2 separate regions of the Gossypium hirsutum genome follow, and region 1 is linked to region 2. The links are chromatin contacts, called in public Hi-C maps. All regions are on one chromosome and are shown on one strand. Each heading gives the region's core, a stretch centred on a gene start, on an enhancer-like site or on the middle of the called end of the contact. The rest is flanking DNA. Distances are from core to core; before and after follow the strand shown.

What was found. A called contact is a pair of places that touch in the nucleus more often than the background predicts.
Region 1: a Hi-C map of leaf shows a contact between it and region 2, with 2.9 times the contacts expected there. The contact joins the promoter of LOC107926686 here to the enhancer-like site in region 2. A contact is called at or near these places in 5 of 34 Hi-C or Micro-C datasets (callus and leaf).

Annotation. Positions count from the first base shown.
Region 1 is chrA07:7,467,115-7,473,610 of Gossypium_hirsutum_v2.1, forward strand. It overlaps LOC107926686 (quinolinate synthase, chloroplastic), which reads left to right and starts at 3,108. Exons shown (of 7, transcript XM_016857576.2): 1 at 3,108-4,074; 2 at 4,165-4,449; 3 at 5,281-5,499; 4 at 5,608-5,787. The coding sequence starts at 3,316.
Region 2 is chrA07:7,368,669-7,375,833 of Gossypium_hirsutum_v2.1, forward strand. LOC107926697 (a long non-coding RNA gene) reads right to left here. Exons shown (of 4, transcript XR_001692241.2): 4 at 4,571-4,851. It also overlaps the pseudogene LOC121232071. Among protein-coding and RNA genes, the nearest start is that of LOC107926697, 6.8 kb to the right of the region's middle. Within about 2 kb of position 2,268, at least 2 of the 9 cell types and tissues checked have an H3K27ac peak or open chromatin away from gene starts, as enhancers often do. A contact at or near this core is called in leaf, where this site is marked.

The sequences.
Region 1 (6,496 bases), core at 1,858-4,357, 99 kb after region 2:
TCTTAATATTTATATAATCACCAAGCCTTATACATGCCATATAAATCAAAAAGGAAATTTACAAAAGCTACCGGAGATAATCTGGATAGTGTGATCCTCTGTGTTGATCCGATCCTCCGTATACTTTCACGTCAATCTACAAGAGACATTGAATACACTCAAGTAAGCTTATAAAAGCTTAGTAAGTTCATAGGGATAAAACATAAATCTTACTAAATATTTATACACTTATACTATATACACAATTATTAAGTTCACCTGTCAATCACAGTCATTGGTGAGTTCCCTGTATAAACTCACTACCACTTACCCATTTCCATTAATTCTTTTGGGCCCATTTGTCATATATCATTCTTTAACCAAATTAGGAAATGGTAACGGAAAATTGAGTAATTCACTTTCACTTTGCCATAGTATAACTATGGTCTTGCATATGATCACTTATCACTTTTTAAAATCATAGTCCTGCCACGGTCTTACACTGATCACATTTATCACTTGTCACTGATCAGATAAGTGTAGCTAAAGCTACCACTTATCACTTATCACTTGTCACTGATCAGATAAGAGTAGCTAAGCTACCACTTATCATTTGTCACTTATCACTGATCAGATAAGTGTAGCTGAGGCTACCACTTATCACTTGTCACTGATCAGAAGTACTCAAATCCGACATTCCACTCAATTTGATCATTTATTCGATTTTCAGGTTGTTATTTTATTTTCTATTCATCAATAAATATATTTCATCATACATTATATATTTCATAAAATTAACATATAATCATTAAACTTCAACCATATGAACTTACCTGGGTCGATTTGTAAAATTTGTGAAAATTCAGGGACTAATCAGCTACTTTTTCTTTTCCTCGACTTGCTTCGGGTTCTCAATCTATCATTGTAAAACCATTCATTTATCAGTATTGACTTCATCTTCAACCCGCTTATAAGTAATATTATCTATAATTTAATTGTTTACTTATGTATATTCCAATGTTGTCCATCGGTGTCATAGTCACTAGATTATTTTTATCTTTAGCTACAGAACTCCAAATTAGGATCCGATAATTTTATCTGAAACTAGACTCATATATCTTCTTATCATAAAATTTTTAGAATTTTTGGTTTAGCCAATAAGTACAGTTTATTCTTTAAACTCACCCCTGTTCTGCTGTCTGACAATTCCGACCCTTCTTCACTAAAAATTAATTAACTCTTCGTACAGAATTTGGATGATGTCCATGTTTGTTTCTATTGAAAATAGACTCATTAAAGATTTTAAAAATACAAATTTAAGCCCCTAATTATTTTTCTGCAATTTTTGATGATTTTTCAAAGTCAGAACAGGGGATCCCGAAATCATTCCGACATTGTCTCACAAAATCTATTATATCTCATGATGTACAATTCCGTTGCTTACACCGTTTCTTCTATGAGAAACTAGACTCAATAAGATTTAATTTCATATTTTTTTCATCTTCTAATTCGATTTATAAAATTTATGGTGATTTTTCAAAGTTAGACTACTGCTACTGTCCAAAACTGTTTTAGTGCAAATGTTGATTTCGATTTTTGCCCCAAATTTCACAGTTCATACAATTCAGTCCTTGCTCAATTAATCCCTCAATGAAGCTAATTCTTCCCAATTAATGCTTTACCTTAACTTATAAGTTATTTCACAATTATTTAAATTCAAAATTTCCACATAAAACCCTAACTTCAAACTTTTTCACCTTTAGATCCCAAACATTCACTTTCTATTCAATTCTTTCAATAAAATCAGCATATAAACAATTTAAAACTCTAATTCCATGCTAAATCATCATATAATTCCAGCACATATTCATATCAGCTTTCAATTTCTTTCATAGAATTAAAAACTAATGAATTAAACAAGTGGACCTAGTTGTAAAAGTCATAAAAACACAAAAATTTCAAGAAATAATCTGGAATTGAACTTACTTGCAGTAAAAATATGAAAAACCAGCTTAGGAAAACCCTTCTATGGTGTTTTTGCTGATGAGAATGCAGAAAAATAATGAGAATTCTAGATAATTCCACTTTAGTCCTAGTTTATTAAGTAAATTTTTACAATATTCCAATTTTGCCCTTAATTCATCAATTTTCCTGCTGATTTCATGCACCTTGCCGTCCAGCCCAAATAGACCTGGGGTCTATTTGGCTTTTAAACCCTCTTTCTTTTATCATTTAAGCTATTTAATCATTTCCCATAATTTTACATTTGTTACAATTTAATCCTTTTTATTCAATTAACTATCGAAACTTTAAAATTTCTTGACAAAACTTTAATACTAACTTATTAACACTCCATAAATATTTATAAAAATATTTATGGGTCGTTTTAAAAATTTTCAAGCTCTCGATATCTCGTTTCCGATTCTAATTTAATTTTTTATTTCTAGTACACTATTCGTTATTTCAAAAATTTTCCTAACTTCACACTTAACTTATATTCACTAAATTATTAATATTTTCTACTCATTTTTCGGATTTAGTGATCTCGAATCACTATTCCGACACCACTGAAAATTCAGGCTATTACAGTACTTGCTTGTGCCACCATTATATCAGGCGGCACCAGCTTACTTTCCCTTGAATTATGTTTTAATCATTACCCTTAAAATGCGGCACTAAATTGAAATGTGATTATATAAAACATTGAGGGACCTAATGAAACAATTACGCTTTATGTTTAAATTTAGATAAACTTAAGGAAATTTTTTGAAGAATATATCTAGGTAATTTAAATAAAAATTTTATATAGTTTCTAGTTTTATTGTTTTTTAAAAAATAAAAATAAGAAAAATTTATTTTTGTTATTATTGTATTTTTTAAAAGTTATTTAAATTTAATTTTAAAATAACATAGACATAACATAAAAATTGCCCAAAAGTTAAAAATCATTTAATTTGGTGCCTATATTGTCCCACTATTTTTATTTCAATTCAGTACCGGTACTGCAATTAAAAAATAGGCTAATGCTGCTTGACATAATAATGATAGTACTACAAATCATTTTCATAATAAATTAATATTTTAAGGTTATTTTTATATATATATATATAAAAAACCTAGTCAATTACATCCCACGATTGAACCATTTGGCGCTTACTTGCTTTTATAGGTTAATTGGTGGCGGTGTCTGTTTCCTCTTCACCTTTTAACACACGGCTCTTCCTTCACTGCCTTGCATTACCCATCCGTCGCCATTAACACGCTTTTTCTCTTTCACCTTTACGCATTTCAAGGTCTTCTCTTTGCTCTCTCTCTCTATCTCTCTCTCTCTCATCCATGGATTTCTCTTCTTCCATGGCCATTAAACCTTCTTCTTCGAGCTGTTCATCGTTGTTTGCAATCTCTCGAGCCCAAAATTCAAGCCCCAAACCACTCCTTTTCAACTTTCATGGAATACCCAGAAACCATCAAAGCTCTTTCTTCAAGTCCCTTAAATGCATTCAATCTCCTCCTCCTGGTTCTCTTCCTTCAAACCCCAGTTCGTTATCATGCTCTGCTGTTACACTGTCACCAACCCAGACCTCCTATCTCCCACCGCGGAAGCTTTCGACCCTCGTTGCCGAATTTCAGTCCCTTCTAGAACCTCTCGATCGAGTCAAGCGTCTCCTTCACTACGCTTCTCTTCTCCCTCCTCTCCCTGCTTCATCCCGGACTGATTCGAACCGGGTTATGGGCTGTACAGCCCGAGTTTGGCTCGACGCCCAGATGGACTCCGAAGGGAACATCAGATTCTGGGCCGACAGTGATTCCGAGATTACCAAAGGGTTCTGTGCTTGCTTGGTTTCGGTTCTTGATGGGGCGGGGCCGGAAGAAGTGTTGCAGTTGAAAACAGAGGATTTAGCGGCGCTTAACGTCGGACTCCCCGGTGGTGAAAGGTCTCGTGTTAACACTTGGCATAATGTTTTAGTTAGTATGCAGAAACGAACCAGGGCTTTGGTTGCTCAAAAGGAAGGAAAGACACCATTTGAGCCATTTCCATCATTAGTGATCACTACTGAAGGTATTCAGCCAAAGGGAACCTATGCCGAGGCTCAGGTTAGTTTCTTACTGATTTTGTACCCTTTTTTATGATTTTGTTTACATGGTTGTTTAAGATCCTAAGTTTCAAATCTAGTTGAATTGCAGGCAAGGTATTTATCCCCTGACAAGTTAAAGGTGAAAGAACTTGTCCATGTTCTTAAAGAAAAGCAAATTGGTGTGGTTGCTCATTTTTATATGGACCCTGAAGTGCAAGGCATCTTAACTGAAGCTCAGAAAGAATGGCCTCACATTCATATATCTGACTCATTGGTGATGGCTGATTCAGCTGTTAAGATGGTAAAATCTGGATGTAAATTCATCACTGTTTTGGGTGTTGATTTTATGTCAGAAAATGTACGGGCAATTCTTGATAAAGCTGGCTTTGGAGAGGTATATTTTCTTTCTTTGCTTTTCATTTTGTATGGAGTATCCGTGCCTGGCTCATATTCGGACATAGGTATAAGGGTCCCCCAGGAACTTAGAAAAATTGAATATACTTGTATGTGATACTCACACCCAAGTCAAGTAAATAGAACAAAGCACTAGGATGTATACTGCGTAGTGTTATGTGCAATTGTATGGTATGAGACTTGGATTCCTTGTAGGAAAGTATTCTAGTGGGTAAGGACTAGGCTCTCCAATTCAATAGCTAGTCTTTGGGGTGTGGTTCTCCAAAGGTCCATATCAATTGGTATCAGAGTCAACCATCATGTCTCTTAGTTGCAATCGTCCCGAGGCTAGATTAAGCTAGCAAAAAGCCAGCTTGCTTGGGTGCCGAGGTTGCAGAGCGTGGTGGATTGTTATGTGCCAATTGCAAGGTATGGGACTTGGATCCCACATAGGAATGTATGAGATTTTCTGGTGGGGTTTATAAGGACCTAGGCTCTCCTACCTCAATAGCTAACTTTTGGGGTGTGGTTCTCCAAAGGTCCGTATCACATAGTATATGACGTTTTATTTATAATGTATGTATATTGTATAAGCTTATGGATGAGAGTTATTCTATAGCTTTTTAGAATCCGCAGTTGGGGTTATTCTATTCTTTTGGACATAAATTATATGTAATTTAAGGCTGTGGTATGCACTGAATTGTGTACTGTTGTTTTTCTATGGCAAATGGTGTGTTTTATCGAGCATTGAGCTGAATGTTTTTTTGTTCTCTGCTCCAAAGTACCAATGCTGTTAATGGATATGTTTTGTTTTTATAAAATGGAATTTCAGGTTGGTGTTTACAGGATGTCAAATGAACGCATTGGTTGTTCTTTGGCTGATGCTGCCGCTACTCCTGATTATATGGACTATCTTGAGTCAGCTTCTAACTCGCTTCCTTCCTTGCATGTTGTTTACATTAATACGTCGCTAGAAACAAAAGCTTATTCTCATGAGCTTGTACCTACAATCACTTGTACTTCTTCAAATGTTGTCCCAACCATTCTCCAGGTGGGTTGTGTTTCAAACGTTGTTTGTTTTTCCTCTCCTTTGTTGTTCAATGCTTTCGTTTTTGTTTTAAGGCTTCTGTTCTTAATTCACTTCTCTTGGTTTCATCAGGCTTTTGCTCAAGTTCCAGACTTGAATATATGGTATGGACCCGATTCCTACATGGGTGCGAATATTAAAGAATTGTTCCAGCAGATGACTTTGATGTCCGATGAGGAAATTGCTGAAATACACCCAAAACATAACAGAGACTCTATTAAATCATTGCTACCTCGCCTGCACTATTATGAGGTAACTTCAATGATAATGTCTTATGCATAAATAGAAACTTGGTTTTTGCATTTGGATTGTCACTAATTGTATTTATCACATTGAAAAGACCAACTTCTTTTGGTCATTTCGATTTTAAGGAATGGCATTCATTTGATTGAAATATCTTATGTGAATAGTAAATCGAGGAATTACTAAAAAAATGAATTATGAATTTATCATCTTATGAACTTCATGGAACAAAACCATATTTATTTTTCCAATGCTATCAAGCATGAACTTCATGGTAGCTCTATCTCTCTGCCTTTCATACAGTACTCCTTCCCCCAAATATACAGCAATGGATATATGATTCATTATAATATATGCAAAACGGAAGAACTATGATTGTGAGAAACATTTCTGTGGAATGCGCTTGAAGGGAGAGTGTCCATCCTTCAGCCTTGTGCATTTTGCTCGAGACACATATTCAGACATGATTATAAGAATATGACTCCAAGGATCCTCCAACTGCATGGAAAACTTAGAAAAAATTGAACATATCCGTGGTGGGAGCATACTTGTATTTGATACTCTACCACAAGTCGGAGTAGGTCAAGAAAAATATATCTTAGTTTGTTACTTTGGTTTAACCTGTTTTTCTGTCATTTCTAAATAGGATTAAATCTCATTCTGGGCCTGAATTTGGCAACTTTTCTCACTTTGGGGCCAGAACTTTTTTTTTTGTCCA
Region 2 (7,165 bases), core at 1,018-3,517:
TATATCTTAAAATTCCAATAATATATATCTATATATAACATTGTCATATATTTCAGACCTCTTCGTAAGTATACATTTTAGATACATGTATGAAACCACGATAGGGTCTTTGAAATATATGAAAATGATGTTAATATTATATATCTAATCTCAGCTTCAAAAATATTGAGTTTAAATTTTATTTATATTTATAGATGATTAGCTCATGTCTACTTTTTCAAAACACATGTGATTTTAATAAAATATATTAAATATATAAAACTTATTTTACTTTCTAATATACAATTATATTATATATTTAGTATTTGTTACTTTGTATATAAAAGGTGGTGGTCAAATAAATCATTAAAAATTCATAAAAAAGTTAAAAGTTAGAGAAAATGTTTTAACCAGTATGCGGGTCAATCGATCTAATATTTAATCAAGCTGGTACTCAATCAACTTTCGATCCAACCGCACAATCTAATATTGTTTAAACAAAATTAAAAAAAGAATAATTTAATAATATAGTTGGTGCCCCGATAAAAACACTCTCGTATTAATATTACTACTTTCCATATTAGAGAATATTTTAATAATATCCCAACCAATTTGGTGTCTTAGTTAGGAGAAAGGGATTGTATGAAACTGTGATTTCACGTCATTCTTATCTCTTTCCAATAGGAAAATGACAAATCAGATTTTTTTTTCTTTATTTTCAATTTTTTTTCTTTTGACAAAATTCAAATTCAACTAAAAATGCTTATATAACCCTTTTAAAATTTTAAACATCACAAGTTAATATAATAGTAAAATCACATTTTGGTGTCTTAATTTTTTTTGTGAGCCCTGAAACAATTTCTTGACTTTGCCTTTCGATACTATAGATCATATGTGTATTTGTGTGAATCCTAAGTTATGATTTATTAACCAGGTATTTATCTACTCTAAAATTAACTTGAGTTTAAATCATCTTTGTGTATATAAATAAATAAATGCCATATATAATGAATTTTGGCAACAAGCATGTTATATAGCATACCGAGAGGACACCCTTGATTTGCTGATTGTCAAGAGTGATAAGTTGACGTGCATCCTTTTGCAACCGAAGAAGAACATCAACAATGTCTTCATGGTTAGCTTTAGTTCTTGTCGGAGCAACATGGTCGGCAATTACTTCATCGTACAACTTGTCAAGTTCTTTGAAGTTCTTTTCAACTCTTGTTTCCATACCATTCAACTTATTCACCCACCACATCCATGGAAAGTAATCTGACACAACAAATTCTCCCACCAGATGCTGAATATCATGCAACACCCTGTCGAATCTGTTCGTACCATCGTCACCTCCGCCGCCGTATTTTTTACCAAATGTAACGCGACATACAACGTCGTTCGACAACAAAAGTGATAGTTTTTTAAGATTTACTGGGGCTGATGACGAGGAAGCTATATCAATATGATTCACCATTGCTGCAACTTCTTCTTCTCTTATAGTTCGAAACGATTGGACCCTCTTTGAACTAAGAAGTTCCGTTATTGCTATCTTCCTCATTTCCCTCCATAATTCACCATAAGGAGCGAAAGTTATACTGTTATATTCATAACTTAGCTTCTTCGCAACGTATAAATTAGTAGGTCTACCAGAGAAGGCGAGATCATGGCCGCCGCCGGGGCCTTTGAAGATCGCCATTGCAGCATCTGCGGAAGAGAATGGCACCGAGTTGCAGAAACATCATCGGCCCATATTGTTGGGAGAGTCTTTGAATGGATTTATGGGATGAGTCACCGAGTTGGTGTAGGTTGCCTATAATAGGGAGCTTCCATGGACCAGGAGGAAGCCTTCTTGTTCGAGCTTTGTACTTAAACACCAATATTAGTGTGAAAGCAATGAATGAAAGCGTTTGGATAAACTGAAAATCCATGGAGTAAGATTTCTTAACAATGGGTTTTGGAGTTTGGCACGAAAAGGAATGGAATTTAAAGGATGGAGATGATATTGACATTGGTTTGGAGTAGAACATGTATTTAAAATGTTAGAAAATTGGCACTATGTTCGTGACCGTCGAATAATCAGCGGTGGTAAATAGCAAATTGGAAATGTAGAACCAATCAATTTGTGCAGTTCATAAACTAGTGGGCACAAACCAATACCGATATGATGGAAATTGAGATATTTTTAAACCGGTGTCAATATCATGAAAATTGAGATAATAAAACACAAAATTTCAAATCAAGTTGGAAGTTTGATTCAAAGACTCTCCGGATAACTTAAAACGAGATGATGTGATGTTTTGGAAAGCATGAAGATATTTTTACAATGTAGGGTAGAGATCCTTCCATCTTTGGATCATAATGTCTATTGACTTTTTTTTTTGGTCGGAGGGGGGTAAAATCTTTTTTTTTTTTTAAATCAGATAGTAATGTTGATAAAATCTATTACAACTCAATTGAAGACCCAAACTACTCTCATCCTGTGGAGACTCTTTATATCTCATTAGATGCTCACGAATATGGATATGGATACGGAGACTAGTAGTTCTCCTTGCATGAAACAGCCAACGATGGGGAATTCATTTGAACATTCCAATGATCCCCGATTGATACATGGAGGAAAGAAACGATGGTGTTTGAACAAAACCTTGGAATGGGATTCCGCATTCAGATGAGCCTGTTGGACAGGCAACTCAAGTTAATGATCTTATTTATCAACCAAAGCCATTCTTGGATTTATAGAGGAGTGGGAAATAATAAATTCCTTCAAGTCTATAAGGAAATGTTGCCAATATTAACCCAAATATGCTTTGTTTGCTGGAAAAGAAAGCTGCATTGGGCACTTGAAGAAACTTGGACAGAAAAAATGTGTGTAGATAGAAGTTTTGGGTACCTACACAACGGTTTAGAGGTGGGTTAGTTCTTCTTCGAAAAAAAAAAGTTTGATTGATATTGTTATCAATAAATTGACTAATCAAGTAATACCTATTACTCGGTCCGATTTGCATGTGGATAAGAGATGTCACAAAGACACTTTTTCACTATTACAAAATTTCTTTTTAGCAAGCTATTATTTCAATACTAGTTATAATTAGGTAAATCAATTTTCAACAATTAGAAGACATGAGATACATTTTAAAATTAATTTGAATAATTTTTGAGGTGTTTGGACAAGCTCAAAACATAAAATGGCTCTAAAAGTTTAAAACAATCGAAAATACAAGTTATACATGTGCAATAAAGTCAGTTTTGAGACTTGAACAGAAAATCTCATGACTTGGAGGGAAAGCCTCAATACTTAGCTCCTAAGTCTCGTGACTTGATGCAAAGGACCTAAAAATTAGTTCAAAAACACTTCAAATTATCTTCAAACAACATAAAAACATGCTACCAAGTTCCAAATCACTTAAAAACTTTATCGAAGTACATTTAAACTCACATTCATCTCATAAATATGTTTAAACCATATCAAAGGCCAAAACTTAAATTGGAATCAATGTAAAGTTTCATAAACGTTACAAAACAATATTAAGCTTGCAATTTTAAGATTGGACGCACTTAACCAATGTATAGGCTGTTACAAATTGTTGAGTCCAAATTGATATTTGAAGGCAAAATCAAGTAGTCCCAAAAGTAGTATTTAGAGCGGTTCCAATTGCTTCAAGCACTAGTAATTAGTTATAGTTACTGATGTAGTGCTTGACAACCAATCTGTCCTTACATTAACTTTATGTTACTGATAACATTACAATTGAGAGAGACCGAATTCTAACCAACAAACACATGCAAGGGAGATTTATTTAAGTTAGATCACATGCTCATACAACATAGAATGCATATCTGCATTATTTAACTATGTTGTTCGTTACAATTATTGGAATAAATTAAAATATTACAGATTTAACAATTCCAATTGACAAGAAAAATATTCTAAGCAATTGAACATGAATCTAATATTCAACAAACCTAAATATTTGTAATTAAATCATAAGATATGTAAATACTAAAGAAGGGTGAAAAGATGAAAGGTAATTAGATCTCACAAATTATCTAAATCAAATTTCAAAGTTAAAATAAAGAAAACACACAAAAGAAACAAAATAATAGCTATATGGTGGCTATATCTCTAATCTCTAGCTATTAACTTAATATGTTTATTTATAGAGCAAAAATAACATAATGGAGAAAATACAAAAGTACACTTAATTAAACAAAGTAGAATTTTGGCGTATTTTCACGTCAAACTTCTAAGCCATTTTTGAACACCCGGCTTGAGTCATAAAATAAATTTAGTTAGATCTTTCAATTCCCTTCTACTTGATATATTATAGGCCACAAACAGAGTTCTATACCTCAAGTTATGACCAAAATATTAAAGCAATATTGTGTTCAAAGATTAATCTACAAAAACTTGCCAAAAGTAATCTTTAAGCTCATTTTTTCTGTAAATATTCAACTAAATCAATAATAAATAAAACATAATTATAAATAATATAATTAAAAACTTAAGTAACTTTTTTTCAATTATTCACCTAAATGAATGATAAATAAAATATAATTATAAATATATAATTAAAAACTTAAATAACATTTTTTTAATTATTTACCTAAATGAATGGTAAATAAAATATAATTATAAATAATATAACTAAAAATTTAAATAGCATATTGAAAAATAAAGAATAAAAAACTGAAAAAAAATTCTAAAGGTCTGCTACCCTAGTATGATATTGTTTGCCGCCTCTGGCATGAGTTATTAGGTCTTCTTGTTTTTGTCTAGTTTTTGTTCCTTTTTGTTTATCAGTTTGCATTCGGCGCCTTAAGCTCTTTTACTCCTACGATTTGGAGAAAATTGGTATCGTTTTCTGGCCATCAAACCTGCAATCATGGAAGCCGAATTAGCCCATTGACACATAATGAAGAAGAAGAAGAAATTTTGTAGATCTAGGTAGATCCGTGCACAGAAAGAGAATTGGGGGAGTTTCAACTAGTAGGTTGCTTCCTAACAGCCAGTATAATCCACTTTCCAGCCATGAAAAGTACTATGACAAACCTGTGGCATCCTGTTCGTGGGGTTCAAATTCGAGATCTGGGAGAAAAAAGGTATCTTTTTCAGTTCTTTCATAATATGGACATGGAAAGGGTTTTGAAAGGTTCACCATGGACTTTTAATTATCATTTATTGGTGCTTTACAAATTAAAAAGGGGGATGATCTATTAAGAGTACCATTAATTCTTACTCCTTTCTGGGTACAAATTCACGATGTCCCAAATTGGGTTGTTTTCTGAAAATTTAGCAACACAACTGGTAAATTTTATAGGGTTTTTTTAGAATATGATGGATCAAATTTGGGGAATTAAAATCGCAATTACATGAGAATAAGAGTACAGATTGATATTCGATGCCCTTTGAAAAGAAAGAAACAGGTTATGTATTGTGGGAGATGTTGGTATGTTAAATTTAAGTATGAACGTTTATCACTTTTCTATTTCAATTGTGGACGTTTGAGGCATAGCGACTCTTTTTGTGAGGCAAAAATTATGCTAGGGGTGGAAATTGCTAAAATGGGGTGGAATTTATCATTGAGAGCACAATCTTGAAGAGCTGCATCAATGAATAGCATATGGCCATGAGAAGAAGGTGCAGGAAAAAGGGAAGACAGCTGGCAGGATAATAGGATTTTGGGATGTAGATCATGGGAGGGGACAAATAAAGAAAGAAGCGGGCAATTTATTGATCCACATTTGGGATTTAACATAGAAGAGGGAACGTCATCTCTTGATGAAAGGAAGGAAAAAATTGGCTGGATAAGATGCAAACTGCCATAGAACATGATTTAGAAGATAGTATTTTAATAGGGGAGGAGGGGAAAAAGTGTAATCGGGGGGAGATGGAAGATTCGACAGGAAAGGAAGAAAGTGATAATGCAATGGCAAGGTGTAGAAGAACGGTTAATTTTAATCTTGTATAATCAGCGGCTGCCACAAGGCAAGCCGATCAGGCGCAATGAAAATCATAAGTTGGAATGTTCGTGGTTTGGGGAGTCCACGAATGATTCTTAGACTTCGGAATTTTTTGAAGTCACATCATCCCCAAATTGTCTTCTTTATGGAGACAAAGCTTTGTAAAAGACAGATGGAACGAGTACGTAGAAATTTTGGTTTTGTGAATGGTATTGAAGTTGATTTAGACGGTACGAGAGGCGGGCTGTGTTTAGCTTAGAGGAATGATGTTAATATTACACTTTATAATTTTTCTAAAAGAAATATTGATGTGGTGATTGAAGACAAAGAATAAGGAACCGATTAGAGATTTACAGGATTTTCTGGATCCCCATATGCACAAGATAGGATCGATTCATGGGCTGTTTTGAAAAGTTTGATTTCTAACATGGATATCCCTTGGTTGGTTTGCGGAGACTTTAATGAAATTATGTATGGATTTGGGAAAAAAATGAGGGCTGCCTAGAGATGAAAGAATGATGGAATTGTTTCGAAAAACTTTGGAGGAATGTTAACTAAATGACGTGGGTTTTTCTGGAAATTGGTTCACTTGGGAAAGAGGCAATCTATCAGAGACAAATATACAAGAACGATTTGATAGAGGTACTGCTAATGTAGCATGGATTACTTTGTTCTCAGCGGTGAAAGTTCAACACCTTATACACTTTTTTTCAGACCACTGGCCTCTCTTAATTAATATAAGAATGAACGAAGAACGGTTGAGGAATTGTACTTTCAAATTCGAAGCTTGGTAGGCTTTAGAGGATGCTTTCCTTACTGAAGTTAAGGTTCTATAGGAGAAGTCTTCAGGGGATCTATTACAGAAGCTAGAGAATTTAAAAAAAAGGCTAAAATAGTGGGCTGGGCAAATTCAAGCAAATAGGAAAAAGAAAAAACAGGTACTACTGGAAAAATTAGCTGAGCTGGCTGAAGCTGATAGAGATGACAAAAATTTAGCTGAATTGATTGACACGAAAATTTATTTAAATTTTGACATTGAGAAAGATGAACGTTATTGGAAGCAGAGGGCCAGACTAAATTGGTTGAAATTTGAGAATAAAAATACAGTATTTTTTCAAAGTCAAGCGTCACAGCTTCGAAGGACAAATTTTATTCATAGGTTGCAAAATGAAGCTGGGAGAGAAATGAAGGCCTTACAGGGAATCGAGGAGGCTGCACGATATTATTT